Linked DNA regions of Mus musculus: regions 1, 2, 3 and 4 are each linked to region 5. Evidence: chromatin contacts called from public HiCAR-type and promoter capture Hi-C data. All regions are on one chromosome and are shown on one strand. Each heading gives the region's core, a stretch centred on a gene start, on an enhancer-like site or on the middle of the called end of the contact. The rest is flanking DNA. Distances are from core to core; before and after follow the strand shown. Region 1 holds the start of Krt17 (keratin 17). Region 2 holds the start of Mrpl10 (mitochondrial ribosomal protein L10). Region 3 holds the start of Mllt6 (myeloid/lymphoid or mixed-lineage leukemia; translocated to, 6). Region 4 holds the start of Nkiras2 (NFKB inhibitor interacting Ras-like protein 2). Region 5 holds the start of Nr1d1 (nuclear receptor subfamily 1, group D, member 1).

Region 1 (5,588 bases), core at 76-2,575, 1.5 Mb after region 5:
AAGTCATCGGCTGCCAGACGAGCATTGTCAATCTGGAGCAGGATGCTGGCATTGTCCACGGTGGCCACAAGGATCTGGAGAGATGACAAAGCAATAGGTCATTGAGTTTAGCATGGGTCAACCCAGGTCCACGTTCTGAGCCAGGCTTCCTGGCTGGAGGCTGGGATTCACTGCTTTCAGAGAAAACCCCTTTTCCTGCCAGCCACTCCCTACGCAGTGTTGCCCTTGTTGGCAGAGATGGACTGATGGGAGGGAGTCCAATGAGATGAAGCTTAGTGCTGTCTGCTCATGCCGACCCTCCTGGTGCCAGTCTCAGCCTGAGGGCTGAAGAGGCCTCAAGCTGGAAGGTGGAAGGAGTTAGATAATGTTGGAATATCCTTAGGGACAAAAGGAAATGCCAAGGAAGCCAGAAAAGAAAAGTCCCCAGAGCCTTCCCACAGGAGTCCACTGCCCTACCCCTCTCCTGCTTCCTCTCTTAGCATTGCTGTGGGGCACACTCTCAGAACCCAACCCCCAAGCCCCTTCTTCCTGGGACACTCACAAATCTAGCTCCACTCTACGGAACCAGCCCTCCACCTAGATCATGATTCCACCTCCTAGACCATGATGTCTCACAGTCTAGGCATCAATGACACGAAGACTGCTCCAGGAGGAAACAGACACTCAAAGGAGCCTCACAATGCCAGCTTGTTCCTGGCCCAGCCAGTTGCCCCTTCAAAGGGAAATGGGTCAAACTAGAACCTAGAGACCCTGTGGCAGCCCCAGTTGACTCCAGGCCTTGATGAGGGCAGGAGGTGGGTGGTTTATGCCCCTCCCGCCAGCAATCCTACCTTGTTCTTCAGATCCTCAATGGTATGGTAATAAGCGCTGTAGTCTCTGGCTGGCCCCGGGGCCTGCTTCTGGTACCAATCTCGGATCTTCACCTCCAGCTCAGTGTTGGCCTCTTCCAGGGCACGCACCTTGTCCAGGTAGGAGGCCAGGCGGTCATTGAGGTTCTGCATGGTGGCCTTCTCCCCTCCAGCCAGCAGCCCATCGACACCCCCAAAGTTGCCTCCATAACCACTGCCAGTGCCAAAGCTGTAGCAGCTGGAATAACTGTTGCTCCCAAGAGCACTACCCAGGCCACTAGCTGACCCCAGCCTGCAGGAGCCTGCACCCAGGCTGCCAGACAGTCGGCAGGAGGTCCGAGATGAACCTCCACCCAGGCCAGAGGAGCCCTTGATAGAGCTGGAGGAGGTAAACTGGCGGATGGTGGTGGTCATGGTGGCAGCGGGCAACGGATGTGGAGCTGGAGGGCTTGGGAGGAAGAGAGGCGCCAAGATGCGTGCTGCGCTGGGGCTCGCCTGCTTCCTTTATAGGGCAGCCAGTGGGCGTAGCGATTACAACAGGCTCTCCGCTGTTTCCATTCCCCTGGGCTTTCATCACCCCTGGACACCCGCCAGCTCCCAGGTGGCTATGGGCCCCCTCCCCTCCCACCTCTGGGCTCTGCTTCATTTCACCAAACCCTGTCCTGGGTATCATGGTCGTGTGTGTGTGTGTGTGTGTGTGTGTGTGTGTGTGTGTGTGTGTGCATGTGCGTGTGTCGGTCTGTCTGTCTCTGGTCTCAAGCCTGTCACCTGTGATTCAGGCAGGCCCTCCAGCTACGCTTTCCCATGACCTAATACGGACAAGAAGAGCTGGCGACATCACCTCTACCCAGCCCTCCCAGGCAGCTGCCACCCCAGTTTGATGGGAAATGAGGTAGGGAGTTAGGCACCCCACACACCTGAGGTGTCTTTCCTTCCCATCGTGCCACTACCCGCGTGTGAAAAGCCTGGATCTGGGGATTGGGGAAATCAGAAAGACCAAGTACACATCCTGACTTGAGAACTAGGTCTATACCCGCCAGGCCCACCACACAACACAGAAACTACCTCAAGCCTCCAATTGCCAACCTGGGCAGGAAATCAGAGCTTAGCAAAGAATGTGATGTCCAAACAGGCCCAGTTCACTCAAGCCGTGGGCTGGCATAGCACATCCTTTTGCTCGTCACTAGCTGCATCACCCCTGACCCAGGAATCACCCCTCTGAGCAGTCCCAACACCCAGGGATAAGGCCCATTCTTGCCAGTTTTCTGAAACTGTCCCCATCCCTGAGTCCCTTAGGAAGCCCAGACTTCCCTTTTAGATTTTTCTCTACTTCCTTCCTACAGTACAGCTTCCAGGACCAGGTGGGCAGACACGAGCTCAGCTAAAGTTCCAGGGAAAACAGAGCTATGCATAGGAGACTCCCTTATGAAAGGGAGTCTGTAGGGACCATGAATGAGTTGTTTCCTTTCACGTTCCTTACCCTTTTCTGTATCCTGATAGACCTAAGAGGATAGAACAGCTCAGGTCCCAACCAGAGGGAAGCAAAAAAAGATATCGCTTAACACTCTTACCCCACCCCATTCATGCCAGGTTCCCCAAGACAAAGACCACAGCATGATTCCCCAGGGTGGGCCACAGGCCCCACCCCCTAGCTCCACCTAGCCCCACCCACTATCCTAAGCCCAGCCCTCAGTCCCAGGGTCCTGGGAGGCCTGCTGGGCGGAATGAGGTCTTGTTTCAGACTGCCAATGGGTTCCTCCTCCCAGACAGGTCTAGACAGCCCCCATCGGCAGCTGGGAGAGGTTTCCCCAATAGCCCAGGCGCTGCCAAGCCACCAAAGCAAACAGGATGCCCCCCACACTCACAAACACCGCTGCCGCCGCCCCACCCCACACACACACACCCCCAGGGAGCCAGGTAGAGCCGGTCTAGCTTCTTGGGCTGAGACTACCAGGCTGCCACCCCCTCATCCATCAAGGTCCTCGACCACTCCAAGAAAGTTAGTTGCCTTTCCCAGTCAGACCCCTGTCCCTTTGTTTTAATACAGGTGTTCTCTAACAGGTGTGGTACCCAGAAAGCCTGCAGGCCCTCCCAGGGACCAGCAAGCAGGAGCCAGCCCCAGAGGCAGATTCTTAGAAAACAGGATGCTCCCCACCTCCACCCTCAATCCTTCCATCTCCTCCCCGTCTTAACTTCCAAAACAACCCAAGCCTGCATGGAGTGGGCAGAACAAGCAGGCAGGTGACAAGCGATACCAGACGCTTAGGTGAACCCTCCCCAGCTGCTGAGCCCACGCTGCCTGAGCCAATGACAGGACAAATGATGAATTCAAGGATCAGACTTCTTCAAAGCTTTATTAGCAATTTCTGGGGTCAACCCAAGGGGCCTCTCTGTAAGGGGCAGCACAAAGCAAACACAGAAGGCAACAGCTAGCTCATAGGAGTTCAGGCTTGGCAGTAGATGCAGGGAGCTGCAGCCTAAGGTCCTGGGCCTGGGCTATCATACGCAGACAGGGGCCTCAGTGGGTGGAGCGGTGCACCTGCTCTCTGGAGGAGACCACCTTACCATCCTGGACTTCCTCCACAATGGTGCGCACCTGGCGGCTGGTCACCATGCCTACAGATGACAAAGGAGGGGTCACAGAGAGGCTCAGGCAGGAGCCCCCCTGCAACCCACCAGCTAGGCTGTAGCACCGCTAATCTCCCCCGATGTCCTATACACAGGACAGGATTAGACTCTTACCTTCTCGGGAGGGCTGCGAAGCCAGGGATGAGGAGTATTGAGTAGCCAGGCTGCGGGGAGAAGGGGACCTGTCAGCCCAGAGGTGCCACAAGCAAGGAGACCCTGGGAGCACGTCTGGGAAGGATAAACAGCTGAAGAGGCCCCAAAAGAGTAAGAGAGATCCCACAACTTGGATAATCACAGCTAGGAGTTCACAGAGGACAGCACAAGCCAAGGATCAGATCCCATAGGCTCCTCAAACCAGGAAGGAAAAAAGAAATAGCCAAGGGCATTTGTGACTGTGTTGTGGGCTACTGAAGCAGGATTTACAAGGAGACACTGCACAAGTGGGTTTTCCATATCCTGAAGGGCCCAATAAGACTCCTTTCTTTAAAGCAAGAGACACTGGTTTGACTGTAGACAAAATTCACCATTATTGGAAAGCAAAATCTAGAATTGTGGCTAAGCATGGAGACCCCAGAACACCCTTGGCTTCCCATGGAGACCCCAAGACACTCTTGGCTCCCCATGGACTTTTTTAAGCATTTCCAATTCCAAATCAAAGTATCATTTGCCCTGCACCTTGCCTTGACCTGGCTAATGATGTCACCGGTCACACTAGATCAGTCATCCAAACCAGAAACCCAGGGTCATTGTTACCCACTCCTTTGCATATTCCCTCAGCATTTATTGCATAGCAACTGTGAGCCATGCTCTCTCTCTCTCTCTCTCTCTCTCTCTCTCTCTCTCTCTCTCTCTCTCTCGTACGCACACACGCACACACGCACTCAAACACACACAGACATGGGCATCTCATCCTGCTGTTTTTAAGAAGACCTCTCTTCTGTCTACACAACCCCACCCCTGGCTCTGGAGATTCTGTCAGCCGGCCAGATTCCCTGTTCCACAGCCTCCTCTGCCCATCCACTTCCACGCTGGCCCGCGTTTCCCTCCATAGCCAAAGCAAATAGTCCCCAAAGATCTAGATGACCATCTCTCTGCCTCATGTTACTCCATGGCTCCCCATGGCCCACAAGATCTAGTCTATGTGCTTCAGATGGTACCCATGACAATCTTCACGGTCAGACCCACGCCTTTTCCATCCGTTTCACCCCTGCACACCTCCACATTCACATCGAACTGGTGACATTCCTTGGACAAGGTAGTACCCAGCCCAGCCTGGTAGGTGCCTAGACCCCACTCACTGGGCGTCCTCGCCCTCCAGCAGACGGCGGTAGGTGGCGATCTCCTGCTCCAGTCGGGTCTTCACATCCAGCAGCACCTGGTACTCATGATTCTGCCTTTCCATGTCACAACGCAGCTCACACAGCTGCTGTTCCACACTGCTAATGAGGCCCTGCAGCTGCGCCAGCTGGGCCCCATAGCGCGCCTCTGTCTCTGCCAGGCTGTTCTCCAGTGATGCTTTCTGTGGCCCGAGGAGAGGATGACAGTGAGACAAGAGTGGAACCCTTCCCCAAAGATGACACCCACCTGGGAGGGAGCATGGTCCCATCTGTGTGACTTAAATGAACTGGGGCAGAGAGAGACCAATGGGGTGGGCTAAACGGGTTGCTTCTAGTCATCCAAGTAGGGGTTCTGTGTGGCAGGGCTCAACAGAAGTGACAAGCACCAGGCAAGACAGGGACAGTGACCCACCATGCTGAGCTGGGACTGCAGCTCAATCTCCAGGTTCTGCACAGAGCGGCGGAGCTCCGTGATCTCTGTCCGGCTGCTCTGCAGGGCCTCCGTGTTGGTGGCCACTTCTCGGTTCAGCTCCTCTGTCTGGAAGGCAGGGTGAACGGAGAGACTAAAGGAGGCTTTCAGAGGGAACAGAGGATGGGAGCTGTCCCTAAGCCCTATCCTTCCAGAACTACCCCTCCCTGGCCTCAGAGGAGTTCATAGGCACCTGTATCCAGAGCCCCTCTGTGCCCACAAGGAACACATGCAATGTATCTAGAACCTGCAAGGGACCCTTGCCGAACTACAGCACCTCAAAGCAGGCACCAGAGATTATTGGTG
Region 2 (5,776 bases), core at 1,256-3,755, 1.7 Mb before region 5:
CGGAGAAAGCCAAGCACAAGCTGACAGGGGCCTTCTGGAAAGCTGCTAGGTGGCTGTCCATGCTTCCTGGAGATTCGGAACAAGAGCAGCTTTCCTAGGATGGTGGCGGCAAGGCTGGGGTGAGGATAGATGCAGAAAGACTCATGTCTCCTGGCAGAACCTTTCTCCCTTTCTAATGGCTATGGAAAGAAATCACTTGTTCTATCCTTATGCTCATTATTTCCAAATTTACTGAGTGTCCTCGGGAAAAATGACGTAGGCCCTCGGCCATCGTTATTAGGGAGTCCAACAAGATAACTATGACAGGTGGATGCCAGAGGCACAAAAGTGGGTACATGGACCATGTACCAACTCCACACTGGGGGCGTCAGGAACGTCCTAGAAGAGGTGACCAATGCATAGGCAGTGAGAGGCGGAAGGGGGAGGGGGACAATGCCGTGCATGCATGTGCTAATCCAGCTTGTCTTGAATTTGCATATGCCTGCGAATCCTTTGGGTACTGTAAGATGTGGATTCTAATTCAGTAGGTTTGAGCGGGTGTCCTTCTTTCTTTCTGGTAAAGGCAAAGAGCTTCGTGTAACCCTGGGTGGCCTCAGACTTTCTGTGTAGCGGTGGGGAATGAGCTTGAACTTCAGATCTTCCTGCCACGACCTCTTGAGGGCCAGGATTATACCACAGCCAGGTTATTGTGGTTGTTAGCGTGTGTTAGTTAGGTTATGTGGTTGTGTCCAGTGAGCTATATCCCCAGTGGAAATTCATTTCTAACAAGGCAAGCTCTCAGGCGATGCCAAGCAAGACTATGCATGGTATGAGTGCTGGAGAGAGGGCTCAGAGGCTGAGAGCATCACTGGCTGCTCTTCCAGAGGTCCTGAGTTCAATTCTCAGCAACCACATGGTGGCTCATAACTATCTTTGATGGGATCTAGTGCCCTCTTCTGACATGGAGGCTGGAATGAATTGTACACATAATAAAAAAAAAGAATGTTAAAAAAAAAAAAAGAAGCCGGGCATGGTGGTGCATGCCTTTAATCCCAGCACTCGGGAGGCAGAGGCAGGCGGATTTCTGAGTTCGAGGCCAGCCTGGTCTACAAAGTGAGTTCCAGGACAGCCAGGGATACACAGAGAAACCCTGTCTCGGAAAAAAAACAAAAACAAAAAACAACCAAAGAAAAAAAAAAGAAAGAAAAGAAAGAAAAGAAAAAAAGAACATGGTATGAGGAATTGCACACTTGCAGAATGTAGCTGTAAATAAGGTTGGTTAATGCTATTTGGATTTTACTCTGGCTGTAGTAGGTTGTTGAGGAAGTTTCTACCAGGGAGTAATTAGATTTATCATTTATAACAATCAATGGTGTAACAGCAGTATGGGAAGGCCAGACTGGGAACTGGGCGGAGAATTTTGAAGTTTGCTAAGAGGTGAGGTAGTGACCTCCAAGGCAGCTGAGGATGTATGAAAAAAATCGTCTTCAAGAAGTAAAAACCGCTGGGTGGTGGTGGCGCACGCCTTTAATCCCAGCACTTGTGAGGCATTGGCAGGTGGATTACTGATTTCCAGGACAGCCTGGTCTACAGAGTGAGTTCCAGGACAGCCAGGGCTACACAGAGAAACCCTGTCCCGAAAAAAACAAAACAAAACAAAACAAAAAAAAAAGTAAAAAAACCAACCGGAAAGTAATACTGATTAGTAAGTGGAGTAAGTAAGGAGAGAAAGTTTCAAAGTCAGTACAGCTCAGCAACCTGGACGTCACTGTTCCCGCCTTCTATCACCCCTTTCTCTCCTGTCCACTCACATCTTTTCTGACAGGTCTTCATCTCCAGGGAAGGTCAGGTTCCGCTTGGTGATAAGGGCTTCAGTAATGTGGACACCTTCCTCGGTTCTCTGGGCAGCTTTCTTAGCTGGGGAAAGATGAGCCTTTTGTCGCCTTGGGTTCATTTTTTTTTTTTTTTTTTTTTTTTTTTGGAAACCCGACCGACCTCACTGTTGCCCAACTGTTCTGTCAACTCACCTTCCTGCTCGTCTCCTGGCATGATCTAAAATAAACAGCGGCTGCTTGAGGCAGGTAGATGGACGAAGGCGAGCAGAGAAGCTTAGACGGTTGGGCTGGTTGAACCCAGGTTGGAGGGAAGACTGAGGAGACAAGGGCAGGGGGTTCTGAGAATTATTGGGGGTGCGGTGGAAAATAGGAGTAAATGGGAACGAAGGATCTGGAGTTAGAGGTGTGTAGCGTGGCTTTACTGGCCTTAAACTGAAAGGACCAGAAGGAATAGAAAGAACCGTTCCTTGAGGTCTCGCGTCGTTGCTAGGAGACTGGACGCCAGGTCTGACGGAACGGGGGGAGGGGGGGAAGAGGAGAAAGAGGCCCAGCTCCACGCATGCGCATAGCGGCCCTATCAGGCGCCACGCCCACTATTTCCGGGCCCGGGTTTTTGTTTTTTTTTTTTTTTTTTTTTTTTTTTTACTGCTGCCCCACAATCCTTAGCTACTTCCGTCTCCGCGCAGCGCGCATGGGAACTTCCTGTAGCGATGGCTGCGGCGGTGGCCGGGATCCTCCGTGGAGGTCTCCCGCCCCGGGCGGGTAAGGAGTGGCCCAGGGCCTCCCTGCACGCAGGATGGCGCTCTCTAGCCCTCGCCACCCTCCTTTCCTTCTGACCTTTCCCGTAATCTCTGACCGTCGACAGCTCTAGGAGACCCTGCCACTAGCCGGATCTCTGATTTGACTGGGTCATTACCTGCCGGTGACATCCCTTCCACAGCCCCTCCCCCCAAGCCGGGAATCACAGGACCTCGCTTTGGATTTTTCTAACCCTTCGCTCAGTTCTTACTCCTGGTCCCGGAGAGTCCTTTCCAGAAAATTTATGTATTCCTTCTTAAGGTCTTAGCCCAAACACAGATTCAAGTCTTCTCTCAACTACCCTCTCTCCATAAAGAGCAGGTTCTTTGGTGAAATTTACTTTTATCAATTCAGTCTAGTTTTGTTTATGCACGTGTCTCGTCTGATCTGTTAAACTTCACTGTGTCCATCTCAGCTGTGGTGTCTGCTGTTAATAGGCATCAGGCATTTAATGGGTAAATTTGACACCATACTGTAGGATTGTACTCATTGCTTCAAAGCAAAGGCACCTTGGGAGGAAGGCATTATTTTTATTTTTTAAAGAAGTATTTACTTTCTGTAAGTGAGTACACTGTTGCTGTCTTCAGACACATCAGAAGAGGGCATCAAATCTCATTACAGATGGTTGTGAGCCACCATGCGGTTGCTGGGAATTGAACTCGGGACCTCTGGAAGAGCAGTCAGTGCTCTTAACCGCTGAGCCATCTCTCCAGCCCCATCTCATCCCAAAGGCACTCGTAACAGCTCTTGTGGCCCTTAACCATAAAACCTCTCACCCTGGCAATCCTCTATATTACCTGGAGTCTTCTAGCTGATCTTTTCCCTACAAAACGACGCTATTGGTCTTTATGTTAGGGTTGAAAGAGTCACGTTGGCTCAGAGCTTTGAAGAATGTCCTTGGGTGCAGAGGGGACCTTCCAAGCTTTTCCTATTATCATCATTTTGTGCTATTGGGCACAAAAAGGTCAGAAGGCAGCTTGCGTGCCTCTTTTTCTTTTCTCCATCATAGGGGGATTCCAAGGGTTGTGTTTAGGTTGTCAGAGTTGGTGGGAAGTGCATTTATTGCACTGGATTAGTCGTCTCGCAGGCCTTAGTTTTGCAGTTTGAGTCAGGGTCTCATTAGTGAGGCTGATCTTGAACTCGGATTTCAGGTATTCACCATCTGACCTGAAGAAAGACTCCTTTGGGCGAATTGTGAGGTTGTTGTGTTTTTACCCCCTACTTGCTTCAAGTCATAGGAGCCTCAGAGCCGTGGGATGAAGCCATCATTAGCACGGGAAGAGTTTATTAAAATACAACTTTTTGGACCCCACCACCGAGTTTCAAATTTTATAGGTTTAGGGCAGGCAGGAAAGTATGTGCACTCCCACACAAAGCAGATGTTGGTGTCTTGATGGAGGTCTTTGTGCTTCAAGAACTGCTGCTTTGAGTGAGGACTGGCATGGTTGGTCATGGTGGTGTTCTTTCATTTGCTCTGTTTTTCTTGCTTGCTAGGGATGGAACCTCGGGCTGGGCAGGTAGACCAGTTCTGTACCTCTGAGTTGCAGTCCCAGCCCGGATGACTGTTTTATGAATAGTTTTACTGGAGCACGGTCTCTTTGCTTTACATATTGTTTGTGGCTGCACTGGTTTCTGGTTGGTTAGTTGATTTTTTATGTCTTAGTACCCCCAGCCAGCCTGAGCCTGGAACTGAGAGATGCCTCTATCGCCGAAGCCCTACGAGTGAAGATGTGCACTGCCATGCCCAGCTTGTTTCTTCATTTTAAAGAATACTATCCCACAGTGTAGCACTGACTGGCATAGAACTCAATGTGTAGACTACTCTGGCCTTAAACGTGGGGCAGCCCTCCTGTTTTCTGAGTGCTAATTTATATGCATGTTCCACCATACCTAGGATATTATTATTACTAATTTATTTTGTGTGTTTTGATTGCACATATAAGGTATATTACATTTCTGCCTGGTGCCTGCAAGTGTCAAAAGAGGGCTTTAGCTCCTCTGGAACTGAAGTGACAGACAGGTGGATGTGAGTCATCATGTGGGTGCTGAGAAGTGAACCCAGGTTCTCTGTCAGTCAAAAAGTGCACTTAACCACAGAGCCATCTCTCCAGCTCCAGCCACGTCCAGGCTTTTATGGCTGCTTTTAGCAGGGTTGACTGACAAACTATATGAACCCCCAAACTTAAAATATTTATTATTTGGCCATTTAAGGAAAGCGTTTTCTCAATCATCTCCTCATATGCTTTGATTATTAATTTAGGCTCTGCTTTGCTTTTTGAGGTGGTCTTGTACCTGGGACTGTTGTCTTACTAATGGCAATTCTGCCTTAGCCTCCTGAGTGAATTACAGTGTGCATGCTAGTCCTGGTTCTCCATCTCCCTTGTACTTTTAAAATACTTCATCTTGTAAAAAAAAACTTTTAAAATTCTAGGGCTGTACACAAGGAGGACCTGTGGAGGAGGACTGGATCTGTGGTCCACTTGGTAAAGTGCTTGCCAGCGCGCATGGGGCCCTGGATTTACCCCAGCAGGCTTAAAGCAGGCATGGTGACATAGACCTGCAGTCCTAAAGGCAGCACACGGGTGGAGTGGGCAGTGAGTTCAAGCCAGCCTGGGCTGTATGAGATCCTGTCTAAAGACAAACAAAAAGCAACAGTAACAAAAACCTAGAGAGAGGATTGAGCCTCTGCTAAGGTCACCCACTAAGAGGAGAAGAGAATTTTTTTGTGCCATGCCTAACTCTGTGAACCGTGCCTTTCTCTGTGGAGGTGGAGGTGTCGGTTGAAGACAAGCGAGGTCCTCCAAGGGGCTGTGTCTTATGTTGCCATCTCCCCTTGTAGCTTGGCTGCCCACCCTCCAGACTGTGCGCCATGGCTCCAAGGCTGTGACCCGCCACTGGCGAGTCATGCACTTCCAGCGGCAGAAGCTGATGGCTATAACTGAGTATATTCCTCCCAAACCTGCCATCAACCCGAGATGCCTGCCACCTCCTCCCAAGCCCCCCAAGGAGGTAAGGGGCTCAGTGCGTGTTACTTGGTGGTGGGCTCATGAAGCTGGACTCCAGCCCTGTGGCTACTCAGATCAACAGTTCACTTTCTGAGAGACAGAGTGTGTGTGAGAATGTATGTACACACTTGCCACCGCTCATGGCAGAGGGCAGCTTTC
Region 3 (6,287 bases), core at 1,725-4,224, 1.1 Mb before region 5:
GCGGGCCGAGAGGGCGGAAATAATTTTCTGTTTCGCCCTCTCTGCCCCAGTCCCTTTGCAGCGGGGACGTGCGTAGATGCGGGAGCGGGATGCGCCGCCCGCGCTGGCGCGCGTCGTTGGTGGCTAAAGAGAGGAGCAGCAGGGATTGAGCGCCTACTGTGTGTGTTAGGTCTTTCCGTAGGTGTTCTAGGTCCACACCGCAGGGTAACTCCTCACTTAAGGGAGGGACCTGCGGAGCCCAACCAAGAGTTGAAAGCTGTACGGCCAGAATATGCGTGACACCTCAAATCAGTGATAAGTCATGCTACGGAGAGCACTATAAACTTCAACCACTTGTTGGTTGAGACCCGCTCCTTGTTTTCTGGGCATATGCGCGAAGTGGATGCTCAAGAAAAGATTGGAAGCAGGCGAATGAGCCTGACAGCTCAGCCACCGGTACCCACTGCTAATCCAGCCTGGTCTCCAGAGGGTTCCCCAGGATTAGAGGGAGAGCCCTTGCAATAGAACGTTGGAGAAGAGGCGGCAGCTCACTTCTTCACAAGCTGGAGACACTGTAGCAGAGCCTTAGAAGAAGGCAAGACTTTGTTTAAATCTTGCCTCTGTAGCTTTCAAGCTGTGTGCCTTTGAGCAAGTCATCTACCCCATGGCAACCCCAATCACTCCAGCCAGAAAATGGAGGACGTTTCCACCCTTTTTAAATGACCTTAAGGGAGAGTTAGGTCAAATTCACCGAATTAAACCAATTTAGTGAAACGTGCACCAGCCGTCCGTCCCAAAAGCTTTGGGTACATGTTGGACACGGGCTTGACTTAAAACAGGCTTTCTGTTCCGAAGCCACCAATTCTTGGGCACAGGGACCAAGGGGTTGTGACCCTCGTCCAAGGGAACCCCAAACTGGCCACTTTGACAATAAGGGTTTCAGATGCAAATACTCCCCAACATTGTGAAACTGCCACAGAGTTAGTTAGGACAGACATTTCCACGGCTTTCTTGTAGTTTTACTCTTGGTGGTAAAAGTCATTCGTTAGAAACTCCCAAGTAAGGTTCCTCTTCTGAGTATTAACTTTTCGTATGAGCACACTTCACAGAATAAAAAATCGTCATAGCCGAGATCCCGGCCTTCGACCTGTCCTGATTCAGAAGTCGTAAAACAGACTACCGCAAGTTTACTTTTCTAGACACAGTGTCTTCGTTCCCTCAGCCTCCGTGATTCCCAGGGTCCAAACTGAGCAGATTTGAGGGCTCCAGCCCAGAACTCAGCTTCACAGACCTCCCCAAACTCCCGCCTCGCCAGGATTAAGGGAGTAAATCCCTGACGCCACAGACCAGGTCAAGGACAAGTTCTCCCCCTCCTTGCTTCCCCCCTCCTGGGCGGGGACTCATCTCCCCCCCCTTCCGGGATGAAAGGTACTAAAGAAACGCGGAGGCTCTGGCCCCTTGATGTTCCGGTTGAACAGGTGCTAGTGAAAAGGAGGCGGGCCCGGCGGAAGAGTCGGCCAGGGGGGCAGTGCGCCGAAGGGGGAGCGGCCCCCTCCACCCTCAATCCCCCAGCCCGCCATCTCCTCTCCGAGCCCTCTGCCCCTCCCCCCCAGGAAGCGTTCCCGGCCTAGAGGTCTTTGAAGTGTGGATGAAGCCCCCAGGGCTGCCTTCTCCCCTCTGCCACCCAACCTCCCGCTGAGGGGGTATTTGACCTTTGGTCCCTGTGGGGGCGCCGTCTTTCCCCTTGCAAAGAAAAAAGGGGAATCAGATCTCGTCTTTGGGCTTATACCAGTCTGGGGGAAGTCTTGGGTCGCTTTCCATCAAACCCTAGACCCAATTTCGGGGACTTTAATCCTTCGTGGTGCGTTTTTGTACGCTACTGTGATTCTATACCTGCCCAGAAGTCAAGGCGTGATTCTGTTGGCAAGCACTTCCGAGGCAGCTTTACTCACTTTAAAACGCAAGGCACGCCCTGAGGCTAGGGGTGGAGTTACGACTTAGAACAGAGATCTTGAATTAAGGTGGGGTACCTCATTGTACCCCTAAGGTGCCTAGAGACCTTGACATTGAAGACTTCAAAGGGAAGTTCCTGGAGGGCAGGAATACCTCTACTCTGGCGCGCAGCCGACTCTAGCATTCAACAAATTTTTGTGCGGGGCGTGGTGGTGCACGCCTTTACTCTAGCACTTTGGTGGCAGAGGCAGAATTGGGAGTTCAAGGTCATCCTTCACTAAGTGGTGAGTTCGAGGCTAACCGGAGCTACTGGTGATCCTGTCTCAAACTAACAAAAAAGATTTGTAAAGTAAGTAAAAGTTTACACGTGGCATTGTCTACCCTCCAGAGTGACCTCCAGGGACAGCACCCATGAGCTGCCATCCAGAGACACCATTCCCATTCCAAGAACAAGCACGGGTAAATGGTTTAACATCGCTCCAGTTCTTTTTAAGAGCCCTGGTTTTTTTCATCTTCCCTAGATTTCCCTAGGGTTGAAGAACACCCAGAGAAGGGGGATGGGAGACCGGAGACCCAAAGTGTGACACGGAGGGGAGGACTCGGGAACTACCCACCTAGAGTCATAAAGGGAAAAAGAAAAGACGGGGAAAGCTGCACTGAGCGCACGAGCGAAAAGCTCCCTACCAAGCCAGGCTTTGTTCCCTGAACCTAAGACTTTACCCGGCGGCGGGCGGGCCGGGAGCGAGCGAGCGAGCGGAGGCGCGCGGCCATGGCTGCCGCGGCCGGGCAGGGGGGCCGGGGGGGCGGCGCGTGAGCGGGCGGCGCGGGGCGGGCGGGCGCCCGCGATGTGCCACTCGGCGCCTCCCCCGCCGGGCCCTGCTTGCACCGCGGCCGGGCGGCTCTGGTAGCCGGCGAGCGGCGCGGAAGGGGAGCGCGGCGCGCGAGTCTCATTGTTGGGGGGGGGGGGCCCGTCGGGGCATGAGGGCGAGAGCACGGCGGGGGGGGCGGCCAGACAGAGCGAGCGAGGAGGAGGAGGAGGACGCCGAGGAGGAGGAAGGAGGAGGCAAAGAAAAGAAGCGGCGGCGGCGGCGGCGGAGGAGGGGGCGAGGAGGCGCGCGGCCCCCGCTCCCTCCCTCCCCCCCTGACCCCCGACCCCCGCCGGCCGGCCCCCAGCCCCAGCCCCGGAGGGAGCTCATGGGAGTATGAAGGAGATGGTAGGAGGCTGCTGCGTATGTTCGGACGAGAGGGGCTGGGCCGAAAACCCGCTGGTCTACTGCGATGGGCACGCGTGCAGCGTGGCCGTCCACCAAGGTAAGGGGAGGGGGGAGACGGCCGGCGGGGGGGGGGGAGCTGCGGGACCCCGGGGCGGCGCGCGCACGGGGTGCCCTCGGCCGCGCCCTCCGGAGCCCTCCTGGGGCGCCTGCCCCTCCCCCACCCACCTGAAGCGAAAGGCGGCGTGGGCTCCCCCCCATCCCCAGCCTGGTCCTCCAGGACCGGGTCAGGCATTGTTTTCTTGCCTATTGTTCAGTCCCGCGCCCCCCACCCCAAGTTGAAGGAGTTTTGGGGAGAGTCCAGGGCGCAAGGAGTGAACTCCCTGAGCCCCGCACCGCCGGTGTCAGGGCTGTCCCGGGAATGTTTACCTGCGAGGTAACCCCCCCTCCCGCCCGGTTTATTTTGGTTCCCGCTCCGGGAGGAAGAGGTCAAGGGGGGGTCATCCCCCTTCGCTTCCGGATACTGGGAGGAGCGGAATTGGGAAGGGAGGAGAAGGGTCCCACGGGAGAAGGGATCCTGAAACCCTCCGGGGAAGAGCTGAGGCTGGGAGAGCGGTTTTACAGGGGGCCGGAATGGAGGAGAGAGAGGTTTGGAGTTTCCCCCTGCCGCCGCACATGGTTCGGGAGTTAACTCCTTAAGGAATCTTGCCGAGGGCGCAGGCTGGCATCTCCGCCTGTCTGGCACAGGCAACCACCACCACCCCCCTTCCCAAGACAACCCTTAATGCTGTGGCTGCGGGCCTTTCCCGCCACTCTCCTCTGGGTACCTGCCCCGCACCTGCCCTCTGTTTTCACTTTTGACCTGTACGTGTGACAGAGGCAGAAGATGAGGTCCTTGAACCCCCGACTTCCTTGGCTTATCCCTTACTGGCCCTTTAAGAAGCACCCCCCCTCCCCTCATAACAACAAAACGTGTTACAATCATGACTATTTCTTGTTCTGGTGCCTAGGGGACTGGTCAGGGCAGAGGCGGCGGGGGGGGGGGGGGGGGAGGGGGAGGAATTCAGGTCCAGAAAAAAGGGAGAGGGGTGGGATGAGAATGGAGGATCTTTGGAAGTTTAAGGTCAAGGACTCTGTCAGACTTTTTGCCCCTGTTTGAAATGCTTGGTTGTGTGATTGAAGGCTGGCTCTATGCGGTTGGACATTTCTTGTAGTCCTGTTCCATTGAGTGATCCCGGGTCTGGGGAGCAGCCCCACCTACTGGGCTGGCTTTAGTAGGCTGGGTCTCTTCCCTGCCTGCCCCCAGTTACTCTGTGGGGGGGGGAACCATTGGCTGATGGCTTTGCTCAGTGAGTCTCCTTCCCCCACCCTTAGCTTGCTATGGCATCGTCCAGGTGCCAACAGGACCCTGGTTCTGCAGGAAATGTGAATCTCAGGAGCGTGCAGCCAGGGTGGTGAGTCCAGCCCCTCTCCCTTTCCTCTCCCCTACACCTGAGCATCTCCTGCAGGTTAATAGGGTACCCTGAGGCTGGGGCAGGACTAAGCTCTGTCACTCAGGATTTCCTGTTTGCTGCTGCCTATCACCAGCCCCATCTCTCCCTCAGCTCTGCACTCAGCTCTGCCCCGCCTCACCTCCGGCTTGGGGGCTTTGATTTTTTTGGGGGGGGTGTCTATGTGCTGCTTTGTAACTTTTTACTATGAAAGGTTTTCAAGGCTATGGAAGTTGAGGGGCCGCTGTAGTGACCAGCAGGTTCTCCTTATTCAGCCTTCAGCAGTTAGGAGCCTCTTTGCTCTACAGCCTCAGCCCCCACCCAGATCTTATGTTATCTTCGGGCCTTTTGGATGAGTTCAGGGAGGGCCCAGCTCAGCAGATCCCCCCAATCCCTGTGCTCCTTGCATTGGCAGAGGTGTGAGCTGTGCCCGCACAAAGATGGGGCATTGAAGAGGACTGACAATGGAGGTGAGGGGAACCCTGAACGCCTGCTGAGGTCAGCCAGGCCCCCCAGCAGGTGTGGGGTGGAGGCTGGCTTTCCCTGCTCCTGTTGGTACAGGAAGGTTGTAGACGCAGGGGACAGTCTACAGCTTGGTGTTGGGAGGCGTGGGGTCTTGTGTTGCCGTCCTGCTGAGGCCAGTCCCCACACTGCCCCAGGCTGGGCCCATGTGGTGTGCGCCCTCTACATCCCGGAGGTGCAGTTCGCCAACGTGCTCACGATGGAGCCCATCGTTCTGCAGTACGTGCCTCATGATCGCTTCAACAAGGTTAGCGGCCCTCACTCCTCCCTTTCCTGGTAGCAATCCTGGGTGCCACCGTTGCGCTCCGAGCTCCCTCGGTAGCACAGCCAGAGGGTTGCTCATAGGTCACATTTTATTAAGTTTATAACACATGACAGGCACAGTACAGCAGGTACCTAGTGCTTGCCGTTAATCAAGACAGAAGTGTAAACAGGCTTTGAGATAGAGGATACCCTGTGAGGCTTGCTTGGGTATCTGGTGGTCATGGAAGGAGACATTTAGGTTGGGATCTGGGGCATGAGAAAGAACCGACTTTGTGGAAGGCTGGCCAGTCCCAGGTTCTATGAAAAAGACACAGTGTGTCTGTATGTAGTCCAGCAAGTGGGACAGTAGGTACATCGGGGCCTCTCAAACTTTACCAAGGATTGCACTGTCTAACGCAGTGGCTGACTGCCTGTGAATGTGGAAATTAAATTGAATACTCGGGCTGCAGAGATGGCTTGGTGGTTAAGAGCACTTGCTGCTCTAGCAGAGAATCCAGGTTTGGTTCCTGGCGCCCTCATGACAGCTCAAAACCATGTTTACATCCAATTCCAGGGAATCAGTCTGGTGCCCTCTTCTGGCCATTAAGGGCACCAGATATCCACTGTGATATACGTATATATGTACGTGTATACATACGTATGGCCAAGTACACATCTAAGATAAGAAGAGATAAACCTTTAAATTGAATACTTAGACCTCATTTTCTCAGCCTCATCAAGCTGCATTTCAAGTGCTTGGTGGTCCTGTGACATTGCGTTTACTGGCTTAGATTGTATAGGTTAGAGAACCTTTCCGTCCCTGTAGAAAATTCTACTGGACAGTACTGATCTGGATGGTGGGGGTCAGGGTGGCATTGAGGACAGGCCA
Region 4 (5,864 bases), core at 2,497-4,996, 1.8 Mb after region 5:
CGACCTCTGGGGTTCCTACCCTTCCCCCCGCCCCCGCCCGGGAACCCGGCCTCCACGATGAAGTCCACCTTCCTCCCCGCGGCAGAACAAGACCATGCCTCAAGCTCCCTGCTAGGCGGAAGCAGAAGGGGACAGCAGACCCCCTAAGTGTACCCCTTCAGAGGGATCTCGGTCGACTCCAGCTCAGATGGGGGCGGGGGGTGTCTGCAGGAGAGCCATCGTCTCTGCATCTGGGGGCTGCCTCGCTGGCGGGTCCACCTGCCCCAAGCCACGAGCTGCAAGCTCGTCTCCTCCATGACTCTACCACCCGGTTGGTTACCTCTTGGCGTCTTCGTCCTCCAGCAGTTCAGGCTCGGTCGCCGCCATTACCACATCGCACTCCGCGGTAGCCGCCATCTTACCGCCGGGACCAGAGAGCCGGGTGGGAGGCAGACGGTGTAGAGCACTTCCGGTCGGAGCATCGAGCCGCTCGGCGGCGCCGCGCCCAGAGGGACTCCCTCGAGCCCGTCTACCAACGAGAGGCTCCGCTTGGGGCCAGAGCGGCCTTCCATCCCTGGAGGTCCACGGTGGTCTCCGCGCTGGGGCGGGGGCCCAGGGACGGTTCCTGTGCGTAGGGGGCGCCACTTTACCCGTGAATAGGAGGAGGGTACAGAAGGAGGTTGCCTCTCTGGGCCTAAGCTTGCCTCAGTATCCCTACAGCCCGGTTGCCATAACAACTAGCAATCCTAGAGAGCCTCCGGTAACGCTTGGGAGTCCCTGGTGGGTGGAGACGGGGTCCCCAAGACACTTGAGGAAGAAAAGCCCCCCCCAAGACTACCTTCCTGACTTTGCAGTGTGTCCACAGCTTCCTCCCTGGAAAGGCATGAAGAGCTACTTTGAGCCCAATCCCCAGCTTCATCAGTTCCTGGAAGCCCTGCCCAACCAAGCGAGGGGAACGCAGGGCGTCTTCACCCTGCTCCTTTCATCCTCCACGGATCTCTAAGCACCAACTGGTTCATCACCCCAATGACGCGGACCCTTTTATGAGGCTGCTTTCATGTCAGCCGCTTGGGAGTGCCATCTCAGCGTTAAGCCTAGAAAGGATGACATGGCGCGCCAGCCCCTGCCCCGGAGTTTATAAGGCAGCTCATGGGGTGAGGTCCCTTTTCCTCAGTGTCCCCTGTACTCCTACTTCTCATAAACTCTACCCAGCACGCTTGTCTGGCCAGATGTTGTCTGGATTGGGAAGACAGCATAATTATCTTTGTAGTACCACTACCACACACAACAGTGTTGGATTAAATTGAGGCCCTCTGAGGTTAAATGTGGGGAGGAGACGACCTTGAAATTGTAATTTAAAGCCAAAAGGAACGAAAATAAGACAATGGAATTTAAATTTCCCTTAAGGAAAGTGTGTGTCAAAGTCCCTAACCTTATTTGTAGGTCCTTATCATTACTGACGGAGTGGAAACTACCTGGGCCACTGGATAGAGAATGATAGCTGGACCTCAGTGAATTGAAATGCTGTGACCCTTTAATATGGTTCCTCCTGTCATGGTGATCCCCAGCCGTAAAATTATTTTTTGTTGCTACTTTGTAGCTATAAATTTTCTACTCTTATGAATTGTAATGTAAATATTTTTGGAGATAGAGGTTTGCCAAAAAAAGTCATGACCCACACAGGTTGAGAACCACTGCCTTAATTAACGAATTTAATTTTTCACCCATTTTTCAACAACGGGGGGGGGGGAAACAATTTTTTTCTTCCTTCCTGAATTTCTTATGTTAGATTTCTTCTGTTCATCTGTTCAACATGAAACCTGGGGTAAATCACACAGACCCACTGCCCTTAGCTTGAAACCTTGTCATCAATGCTTTTTGTCCCCACACCACACATCCCCCAAGTCTTTTCATCCCAAACTCTTAAACAATAAACTTAGAGACTGCAAATAGTCTCCTAACTGATCCTCAGTTTCATCTTTGCCAAGCCTTGGCTCTTCCGAGAGAATGACCTTTCTTGCAAAAGTGGATGGAGTGTGTCATTTCCCTGTAATAAACTTACCAATGGCGTGCTATTGTGGTGTTTGGTCCCTGGCCTCCCACACATCTTCATTATTTGGCTAGTCTCTGCAATCAATACTGAGCCCCTAGGGATTCCTGGCTCCAAAACTGTCATGAACCTTGTTGTATTTCCTCTGTGTAATAGCTAGCCCTGCTTGTCAACCTGACCGAATCTGGAATGAACTACAATCCAGAAATGCAGGGCACACCTGTGATCCAGATCTTGAGGTTGGAACACAGGTTTCTAACCTGGATCTTGACATGGAGATCTTGAGGAATAGTGACCAGGAAAAGCTTAAACCCAGGTAAGGTAGTTACATGCATTTAATCCCAGGAGATGGAGGCAAGCAGATCTCAGTGTAAGGTCAGCCTGCAACAAAGCAAGTTCCAGATCCAGACCTGGTGGCACACACCTTTAATCTGGGACACACCTTCTGCTAGAGGCCTTCATAAGGACGTTGGAAGAAGAGCGATTCACTCTTCTTTGCTTGCTTGCACTTACTTGCCAGCACATCTGTTGGAACCTACTACTTCAGGATTCCAGCTTAGGCAGAAGACCAGCTGAAACAACGAGCCTCGTGGGACTGAGAGAACTACTAGATTCTTGAACTTCTCATTCACAGCTGCCCACTATTGGGTTAGTTAGAATACAGACTGTAAGTAATTACAGTAAATCACCTTAATTTATAGAGACATTCCATAAGTTGTGTGACTCTAGAGAACCCAGACTGATACAAGAAATGTCATGGTTCTTGTATTTCCTCTGCTTCAGAAATCTCTGTGCTATTCGGCCCTTCAAACATGAACACAGACACCCCCCTTTCCTCCCTCCTCTTTGGTACCTGTCACCTCTAAGTTAAATGCCCCTCTGCCATGCCCATAGCACCCCACTTCAATAACAGCATTCATCATGGTTGGTTTTAATTGTTACTTTGGCTGGCTAATTATTCTAGACAATGAATTTATGGTTCAATCATTCTAACTTGTAGCTTTTCCTTTGTATATGGCCCTACTTAAGGCACAAACAAGACAAAGTAGGTGCTGGGGTGTTTGGTTTCTTTGTCTGTTTGTTTTTGAGACAGGGTCTCTGTATAGACTATGTTGTCTTCAGAAAATCTCCCTACTTCACCCTCCCAAGTGCTGGGATTCAAATGTGAGCCTCCATTCTAAGTTCAAAAAAATTGCATGGTTAGTTGAGCGTGGTGGCATGTGCCTTTAATCTCAGCGCTCGGGAGGCAGAGGCAGGTGGATCTCTGTGAGTTCAAAGCCATCATGGTCTACAGAGTGATTTCAAGGCCAGCCAAAGCTACACAGAGGAACCCTGTCTTGAAAATCAAAAGAAAAAAATTGAGGCTCAAAGAGCATTTGCCTAGTATGTGCACGATCCTGGGTTCCATTCATAGCATAGCATAGCCAAGAAAAGAAAAAGAAAACTTGTCGCATAGATGATAGAACGAAACGTCACTGGTCACTGTCTTTTAGAGAGAGAACATTTTAGTGTCAGAGCCTGGAACATCGGCTTAATAACCAGACACAAGTTCTGGTGGGTATTTCCCCGCCGGCCTCTGGGGGCGCTGTGCGATCCGCGCTCACTTTACGCCGCCGGAAGTTGTCTTGAAGGCTGGCCGTTGCGGGGCGGGACCTCTGGGTCAGTCCTTCCACCCAGAGGAAGAGGGCCGTCTTTACGGTCGAGCTGCCCCTCCCATGGTCCGGCCCACTCCGGGGGGCACCTCAGCGGGAGTGCTGCGGGGACCCGGGAGGTATGGAGCTGGGAGGCAGGGCTCAGCGCGGCCTCTGTCTCGGATTCACTTTGGTTGTCCTGTGATTGCCTCTGAGATTCTGAGGGGTGCCCTTCAGGGGTACTCTGTGGCGGCGGCCTCTGGCAGCCTCTCGAGTGTCGCTTACTAAAAGGCTCACACCACGGGGTGGAGATGAGCGACAGGAAACTCTCCTGGAGAGGTTTCTGCTTGGGACCCCTTTGAGGCTTACCTCTGGATCTCTGCTTTCTGGGGGGAGGAGGAAGGGGCGATTACTGGCGCTCCCCGGGTGCCTGTGTCAGGAAGTTTCCCTTTAGAAGGACCTCTCTCTGCAGTCTCAAGAGAGTTTATAAATCTGAGCTTTCTCTGTGCCTGTCAGTTCAAGGGATGTAAAAGCCATCTTTCGGAAGCACTTTTCTCTTTATTCTGTTTCTTGTCAGATCTTTATTTTACCGGTGGATTCAACTGGGAATGGTTAAATGGAATTTATTGCCATCCAAATTAGTCATTCAAGAAAGCAAGTTATGCCGGGCAGTGGTGGTTGCACGCCTTTAATCCCAGTACTTAGGAGGCAGAGACAGTCAGATTTCTGAGTTCGAGGCCAGCCTGGTCTACAAAGTGAGTTCCAGGACAGCCAGGGCTATACAGAGAAACCCCGCCCCCCCCCCCCCGAAAGAAAGAAAGAAAGTTTTTCTCCATATTTGCACACTCTCCCTGAGGAAAAGATGTCAAGAAGAATCTAAAATCCCTGCTTCTTTCTTCACGGAAGTCATGGTTAAAAGGAGAAAACAGCCTGGTGTGCATATGCCTCAACTATTTCATCAGCTGGGAGCCAGCTTGGGGTACATGAGACCCTGTCTCAAAACAACCCCCTCCCCCCAAAATCAAACAAAAAGAACAGGAGTATTTGTGGAACTTCCTTCAGTATTTGGTGCCCTATCTTGTGCACAGGAACAAACCCGGCCAGCTGTTTTTGTCACCCCACTCTCTAAGCCCCTCCCTTTGTGGTGCCATTAACCCCACCCTGGCTGTGTGCCAAATCCTGGCCACTCATGGGATAAGGAGGTTAATTACAGCTCACTGCTCAGTAGTTCGGTAAACATCAGGGTGGTGCTAACTCCCTGATGCTCCCTGGCCTGCTGTTTGGATTCTGTCTTCCCTCACCACACGGCTTCTGTCCTTTTAGGTTGAAAGCTAAGCATGGGGAAGAGCTGCAAGGTGGTCGTGTGCGGCCAGGCATCTGTGGGCAAAACTTCAATCCTTGAGCAGCTTCTGTACGGGAACCATGTCGTGGGTGAGTGTTGCTGGGCCCGGGAGACTGGCAGAAGACCTTGAGTGAAGGATCTGGTCACATCCTGAATCCAAAAGCTAAAAAGGACACCAGCTGCTTTCACACCCTCCCAATTAGGGCTGGAGGCAGGGCTGACTGTCAGAGCCCTGGTCTAACATGTACTAGTCCTTGGGTTTGAACCCCACAATGGAGGGGGAAAATAAAACATTGTACCACCCAAGTTCTATGACATTGTACAAATCTAGAAGGAAGAAACCCAAAGCCAAGATAGGAAGAAGCCCATTCCCACCCCACAGCACTTGGCCAGAGGTGGATGTAGGGTGTCTGCTTCTATTACTGCCCGCCTTGTTGTTATCGTCTTTGAGAGGGCCTCACTGTACGGCCCAGGTTGGCCAGGAACTCTCACAGATCAACCTGTCTCTGCCCCTGCCTCCCCTCCTCCAAGAGCTTCAATTCAAGGTGTGTGTCTCCACACCCAGTTCTGTGTTGCCCTTTTGCTTGGTGTGATAAAGACATGACACTCGGTCTCACTCTCAAGTCTGGTCTCTCCCGAGCCCCCATATTCCTTATGCCCTGTGTCTGGTCGGCTTGTTAGGCTATCTACCTTGCTCCCATCTCCCATCTCTCTTGACTCATTTTAACCCAGGTTCTGAGATGATCGAGACCCAGGAGGACATCTATGTAGGCTCCATCGAGACAGACCGAGGGGTGCGGGAGCAGGTGCGTTTCTATGATACACGGGGTCTCCGGGATGGGGCCGAGCTGCCCAAGCACTG
Region 5 (5,511 bases), core at 1,165-3,664:
TTGTCTGCCACACCTCTGCCAAGTACTTAGCCTGGCCGGCCATGGGTGGAGTGGGGAAAGGGGAGGATCCTCAGACACGTGTGTGAGGTGACACATGCCATGCCACCGAGTCGACAGAAGCACATGTCTTGCTCACCCACTGACACACACTAAACCAGGCAGGGCAACCTTAAAATAGCTCAAGGTTGGTCAGGGTGAACCCTGCCTGTAAAATAAGTCACAGAATGGTTACCCGGCTATGGTTTCACGGCTGGGTTGGAGGATGGGTTATTTATGTGGACCTAAATGAACTTGACCTAGTTAATCCTGAAAGAGGGCATGAGAAAGTCACTAAAAAAAAAAGTCTTCCAACTTTGAAGTGATGGGCAATGCTCAAAAGACCCTAGCTCTCCATCTAGATGTGTATTGCTACCGATTAGCTTTCCAATATAGAGGAAATCAACTCTTGTCTCTTGGTCTCAGTTTTCCTTTCTATGAGTGGGGGGAAAAAACCCTGGGCGACGACACAAAGTAGTACGTTGTCAACCTTGATTCTAAGGTATTCCTGTTTGGGGGGGAGAAGACATTCATGGCATGCAAAGTCATACTCGGAGAACAGTAAACTTTGGAACATGGAAAAGTGAGTCTGAATGCAGAAAATGAATGTAGGCATGATTAGAATAAAGGGGTATAAGAATAATCTGGTGTGAGGTTTAGCTGGGACGTATAAACTTGAGGCCAAACAAGTCAGGGGTGCCCCCATATTACTCAAGTCTCGGTCATAGAGGGTAAGGGCCAGGCAGTCTGAGAGGAAAAGAAGCCAGGCGGGGGCGGTGAGTCAGCCCAGCTTCACCCAGATCTAGGCGGAGAAGGGCGGGGCGGGAGCCTGGCCCTCAGCTGGCCTCACGTCCCCACTCCACGTGTGCCCCTCGCACGTGGCACCCCAACGAGGAACCCCGGAACTCGAAGCACCGCCTTCTCCGCTTCCCTTCTGTCGCAAGGAAAACCCCGCCCTCGCCCCGCCCCTCCCGGGCGTCCTGGGTCGTAGGCTGGCCCTAAAACCAAGCTGGGCCGGGACAACTGAGGGGAGGAGAGAAGGCGACAAGCGTTGCTCCGGCAACTTGAGGGGCGGAGCTCATTATGTAACGAGGCCGGGAGGCAATGACCAATGAGATGGCGGCCACGGCTTCTACTGAATGAAAACAAATGCAGCACGTGGGCCCGGCTCTGCAGCCATGTGAGCCCTCCCCAGGCTAAGTCGCTGTGGGTGCCCTGCCTGGAGATGAGTCCCAAGCACCCGACTCCTCAAATGAAGCTCCCCACTGCCGCTGAGGATTCCCCTGTGAACTCTGACCCAGTCACGCAAACCCACCAGCCCGGATCGCCCCACTTCCCAAGACTACCTGGAAGTAGGCTAGAACTGTAGAAAAGGGAAAAGAGACAGGCATACTATAGCTGCAAGGAGTGGGCAAATGGGGACGTGTCCAGAGACTGCTTCAAAATGCTGAGTCTCCCTAAACTCTTCCACTCGCCACTGGTATCCACCCTCCATTTCATCCGTTCTCGGACTGAGGGGAACTCAGGGGGTGCTAGTGATGCGTTTTAGGCACATTCCCAGCCGTAATAACCCTCTTTAGAAATCTTACCTAGTGGCTTTCATCTTAGCACAGTAACAAACACCAGCCAGAGGGAATCCCCAATCCCTTACAAAGTTCCTCTCATAAGCCTTGGATGGAAATGGAGACAGTGACAGAGCAAAGATAAGAATCTCAGTACCTGTGTTGTTATTGGAGTCCAGGGTCGTCATGTCTTCACCAGCTGAAAGCGGTCATTCAAACTGGACCTTGACACAAACTGGAGGTTGTGATGGCCTCTCTCGCCCCCTGGGCAATGGCTGAGGGAGACGAGTGAGCCCCGCAGTTCGCAATCAGGATTCCAGGCACTGAGCAGTAAGGTCTTGGGGTGGCTATACTGCAGCCCTCCAGAAGGGTAGGACGCTGAGGCACCTGAGATCTGATTTGCATGGGAAGAGCAGAGAGTGTGTGTGTGAAGAATCAGCCTGCAGCAGTTCTGGCTATAAGGTAGCAAGGAGAGTCGGGTCTCTGCAGTGCACCGGATGCCACTCCTGAAGGCTCCGCAGTGAAGCAGGGTAATGAATCTGGAGCTCCGGGTGCAAAAGTCCCAAAGGAAGAGAAGCTGCAACCAGGAAGTAAGTAGGTGATGGAGAAATGAGGCACCAGGACGCAAAGAGAGACGTGTGCCCTGCTACGTTTCCTCAGCAGTAATATTTCACTCTGCCAATCTCAACCGCCTTTTGCCCGAGCCTTTCCCTGGGACAGAGGGCTCTGCGCAGGCGCCAGCAGCCCAGGGTTCCCGGGCCGCACGCGGCACTGGAGCAGGTACCATGTGATTCCAGGGAGCGCCTCGTGCCCCAGTGACACACTTTTCCAGCAGCCGGCACGTTGAGATCTGTGCGCCTGCGCACCGCCAGGATTGTTGGGATTTGTAGTCTACTGACAATGTAGGTGGAGTGTGCCTATTCCTTTTCTGCTTTGCAAAAGTGCTTGCTGGCAGCGGGGAGGAGCTGAAAGTGGACTGGGGTGGGGTTTTCTGAAGAGTCAGGGTGGCGTGTTTGGAAAGCCTTGTATGGCAAGGGCATGTGAATTCCTGGGGAGGGCCTGGCAAGCTTTACTGCTCCGTGGAAGATCAAAGCTAAAAGGCCCTTTCTGCAAACCTAGCAAACGTGAGAGCTTCACGTGATTGGAGAACTGACCTCACCCTGAGGTTAGTGGTGACTAGGGGGAGAAAGACAAGCTGGGAGGAGAGATTTCCCTTAAATCAAGAACTTAAGCATCTTTTGCTATGGTGACAAGGTGGGCGACAAGCAGTGTAAATAAAACCCCTTTCTCTTCTTCACCCTAACCCCAGCCCCCACGGGTAGGACTGGCATAGCACGGGGATATCCCTAGGGACTCCCTGTTTGCTTATATGACACCACACTGCCCACTCAAGTGACTTTGGGGTGAGTCATTTCCCTTTGTCTGGGAAATAAAAAGGAGAACAAAGGGAAAGTGCTCTGAGGTCCTCATAGAGAGAGGGGGGTCTGCTCTCTGCAGGGCTTCATGATAGCAGAAGAAGCCCACAGTTTAGGGAGAACATGAGGATCATTTAACTCCCACCCCTCAACTCCCCGAATTGGCAGGGTGTAGTGGCTCGTGCCTGCAATCACCGTCCTTGAGAGGCTGAGGTAGGAGGACTGTCGTGAATTTGAAGCTGACTTGAGCTGCAAAGCAAGCTCCTACTAAGCGAGGAGGGAGTGAGGATCTTCCCTCCTCTTACTGAAGAAGAAAAGGGACCGCCATCTCAGGGACTGGCTCAAGGTCAGGCATTCACTGCTTATTTCTTGTGACCGTCCCGTCCCTGAGATGGCGGATAAATGAGCACATGAAGCACTTAGCATCTCTCTCAGAGCAGCAGTCATCTCAGGAGTGAGAAACACAGAGGCCTGGGGGAAGGGGTCTGTTCTCTGGGGCTTGGGTTGTAAAGAGAGATGGACACGTATCTTCAAGCAGTCGAGTAAGCCCCAGCCACCCTGCTCCTATCTCCAAGTCCTCTGTAATCTCTACACTTGGGGATGGAGGGGGGGTGCTTTTTTTTTTTTTTTTTTAACCTTAAGTCTTTCTCTACTTGCACTTAGGAAGCTCCAGAGAGTTCTGGGAATCCTGGGAAGCAAGCTACCTTGGAGTCAGAGAAAAGCATACGGGGAAACTGAGCCAGGAGGACCACTTTGAGCTCAGTGATTTGAGACTTAAACAACATGAGACCCTCAAAGCTGGAATTAGGGGTACCAAGGAGAAAGAAAGCTGAATGTTAAGGTCAATGATCTTGACCGGGTTAACCACTGATCATCTGAAGGTTAGACTTTAGCCCTGTTCCCTCGTGCCTAACGGGCTTGGAAAAGAGGGGGAGCAAGCATTTCTCCCGCTGCCCTGGCCCTTAGGTCCAGAGCTAGGAAGCTGCTGCAGAGCACCATGGGAGGAACTGGGAGGAGCTAAGACAAACAAGGCCAGAGGCTTTTCAGGAAAACTTGGTTTTGAAGTCAGCCTCCGCTCCCTCTCCCTCCTCCCAGCCAACTGTGTGGAGGGAGAGCTGGGAGGTAAGCTGCTCTGTCCCTGGCTGCCTGCTCTTTGAGACCTTTGATTGGCTCAGAGCCAGGCAACCCCCACCCCACCCCACCCACCTGGGTATCTGAGGACTGCTCAAAATCCAAAATCGGTCCCTTGGTGCTGTCTAGACGTTCCACCCCGCCTAGTCCCAGTACTACCTCTCAATATCGCTCACTCCCCTGCTTTCTTTAGTTGCTCTGGGTCCCCCCAAGGCCCTCAGCACTGTTTGCAACTGTGGTGGTCCTGCCCACGTCCTCTTGCTGAGAAAGTTTTCATATCAGGGAAGGGCCAGAGATCAAGACTCCCTCCTGGAGTTCACAGCTAGTGAGAAGAGGGAACTAGAGCCCAGAAATTCATCCAGCCTGACCCTGCTCTTGGCAATGAGCAAGGTTGTTTTGTAGTCTGTGTGAGGTATGAAGCCAGAAGCTGGGAGGAAGGGAAGGAGGGGCCTTTACATTGAACTCCTGTTTCCTCTCCACTTTATATAGGGCTCCTTCTTTTCTCCCTGGCAAAGAGCGCTTTTTTTTTTTTTTTTTTTTTTTTTTGAGACAGGGTCTACTTCTGTTGTCTGGCCTTGCATTTTTAATCTTCCTGCTTTCTGCCATCCAAGTGTCCAAGTGCTGGGGTTACAGATGTGTTACCTATACACCCAGTCAAAGAAGTGTCTTTGGAGACTCCATTTGAAGTAGGTATACCCATATGAGCTCACTCACTTCCCACTCTGTGGTATGTGTGTGTGTGTGTGTGTGTGTTTTCTCCAGGGAATAAAATGAAAAGTAGAGCTTTTCCTTAACTCTAAAAAATTCTAATCTGTAAACTGTATTCCTTTCTCTATCAGGAGCTTCTGGAAGAACAGCAGAGAAACCAGGGAACCAGGGCCACCAAAGAAATGTGTCAAAGGGTGGTGGGGACAAGACTGGATGTGTGACCTCTCTTTGCCCTAAACCTTGGCTTGAGACAACAGGTGTAGGAGTTAGGGAGCTGGCTCAGCAGTTAAGAGCAATGGCTGCTCTTGCAGAGGATCAATTTCCAGCACCCACATGGCAGCTCACAACCATCTGTAACTCTAGCTCCAGACAATCTGGTATAGTTTTCTGGCCTCTGTGGGCACCAGAGACACACATACACAAGGACAAAATACCCATAGACATAAAGGAAAAATTAAGTTAAATAAAAATAAAACAAGACATACCTTATAGCCAGTAGGATGGTGGCTGATCATGCCTCTAAGCCAAGAAACCGAGAAGCTGAGGCAAGGGGATTACTATGAGTTCAAAGTGAGCCTGGGCTACTTAAAGTTCCAGGCCACTGATTCTTGGTGACAGCATGAGACTTGTCTCAATCAATCAATCAATCAATCAATTCA

The links. Promoter capture Hi-C pulls out the DNA fragments that hold promoters and counts their contacts. HiCAR-type assays count read pairs that join an accessible place to other places.
Region 1: a contact with region 5 is called in a promoter capture Hi-C map of embryonic stem cells, with 4 times the contacts expected there. The contact joins the promoter of Krt17 here to the promoter of Nr1d1 in region 5. A contact is called at or near these places in 1 of 39 promoter capture datasets (embryonic stem cells) and 1 of 115 datasets of contacts at active chromatin or transcription factors (embryonic stem cells).
Region 2: a contact with region 5 is called in a promoter capture Hi-C map of pre-B cells, with 2.4 times the contacts expected there. The contact joins the promoter of Mrpl10 here to the promoter of Nr1d1 in region 5. A contact is called at or near these places in 2 of 39 promoter capture datasets (liver and pre-B cells).
Region 3: a contact with region 5 is called in a promoter capture Hi-C map of cranial neural crest. The contact joins the promoter of Mllt6 here to the promoter of Nr1d1 in region 5. A contact is called at or near these places in 1 of 39 promoter capture datasets (cranial neural crest) and 1 of 115 datasets of contacts at active chromatin or transcription factors (pancreatic cancer cells).
Region 4: a contact with region 5 is called in a HiCAR-type map of astrocytes, with 4 times the contacts expected there. The contact joins the promoter of Nkiras2 here to the promoter of Nr1d1 in region 5. A contact is called at or near these places in 2 of 39 promoter capture datasets (cranial neural crest and hippocampal neurons) and 1 of 115 datasets of contacts at active chromatin or transcription factors (astrocytes).

Annotation. Positions count from the first base shown.
Region 1 is chr11:100,259,704-100,265,291 of GRCm38.p6, forward strand. It overlaps Krt17 (keratin 17), which reads right to left and starts at 1,326. Exons shown (of 8, transcript NM_010663.3): 1 at 831-1,326; 2 at 1-74. The coding sequence starts at 1,262. It overlaps Krt42 (keratin 42), which reads right to left. Exons shown (of 8, transcript NM_212483.3): 5 at 5,226-5,351; 6 at 4,775-4,995; 7 at 3,591-3,640; 8 at 3,179-3,464. The coding sequence ends at 3,367.
Region 2 is chr11:97,039,077-97,044,852 of GRCm38.p6, forward strand. It overlaps Mrpl10 (mitochondrial ribosomal protein L10), which reads left to right and starts at 2,506. Exons shown (of 5, transcript NM_026154.3): 1 at 2,506-2,576; 2 at 5,452-5,621. The coding sequence starts at 2,525. Lrrc46 (leucine rich repeat containing 46) reads right to left here and starts at 2,293. Exons shown (of 8, transcript NM_027026.2): 1 at 2,007-2,293; 2 at 1,791-1,896. The coding sequence starts at 2,028.
Region 3 is chr11:97,660,438-97,666,724 of GRCm38.p6, forward strand. Mllt6 (myeloid/lymphoid or mixed-lineage leukemia; translocated to, 6) reads left to right here and starts at 2,975. Exons shown (of 20, transcript NM_139311.2): 1 at 2,975-3,243; 2 at 4,518-4,597; 3 at 5,049-5,103; 4 at 5,293-5,402. The coding sequence starts at 3,135.
Region 4 is chr11:100,619,209-100,625,072 of GRCm38.p6, forward strand. It overlaps Nkiras2 (NFKB inhibitor interacting Ras-like protein 2), which reads left to right and starts at 3,747. Exons shown (of 4, transcript NM_028024.2): 1 at 3,747-3,800; 2 at 4,984-5,091; 3 at 5,735-5,864. The coding sequence starts at 4,998. Dnajc7 (DnaJ heat shock protein family (Hsp40) member C7) reads right to left here and starts at 419. Exons shown (of 14, transcript NM_019795.5): 1 at 320-419. The coding sequence starts at 396.
Region 5 is chr11:98,772,963-98,778,473 of GRCm38.p6, forward strand. Nr1d1 (nuclear receptor subfamily 1, group D, member 1) reads right to left here and starts at 2,415. Exons shown (of 8, transcript NM_145434.4): 1 at 1,756-2,415. The coding sequence starts at 1,786. It overlaps Gm31862 (a long non-coding RNA gene), which reads left to right and starts at 2,449. Exons shown (of 4, transcript XR_880204.3): 1 at 2,449-2,852; 2 at 3,677-4,135; 3 at 4,756-4,830; 4 at 4,984-5,511.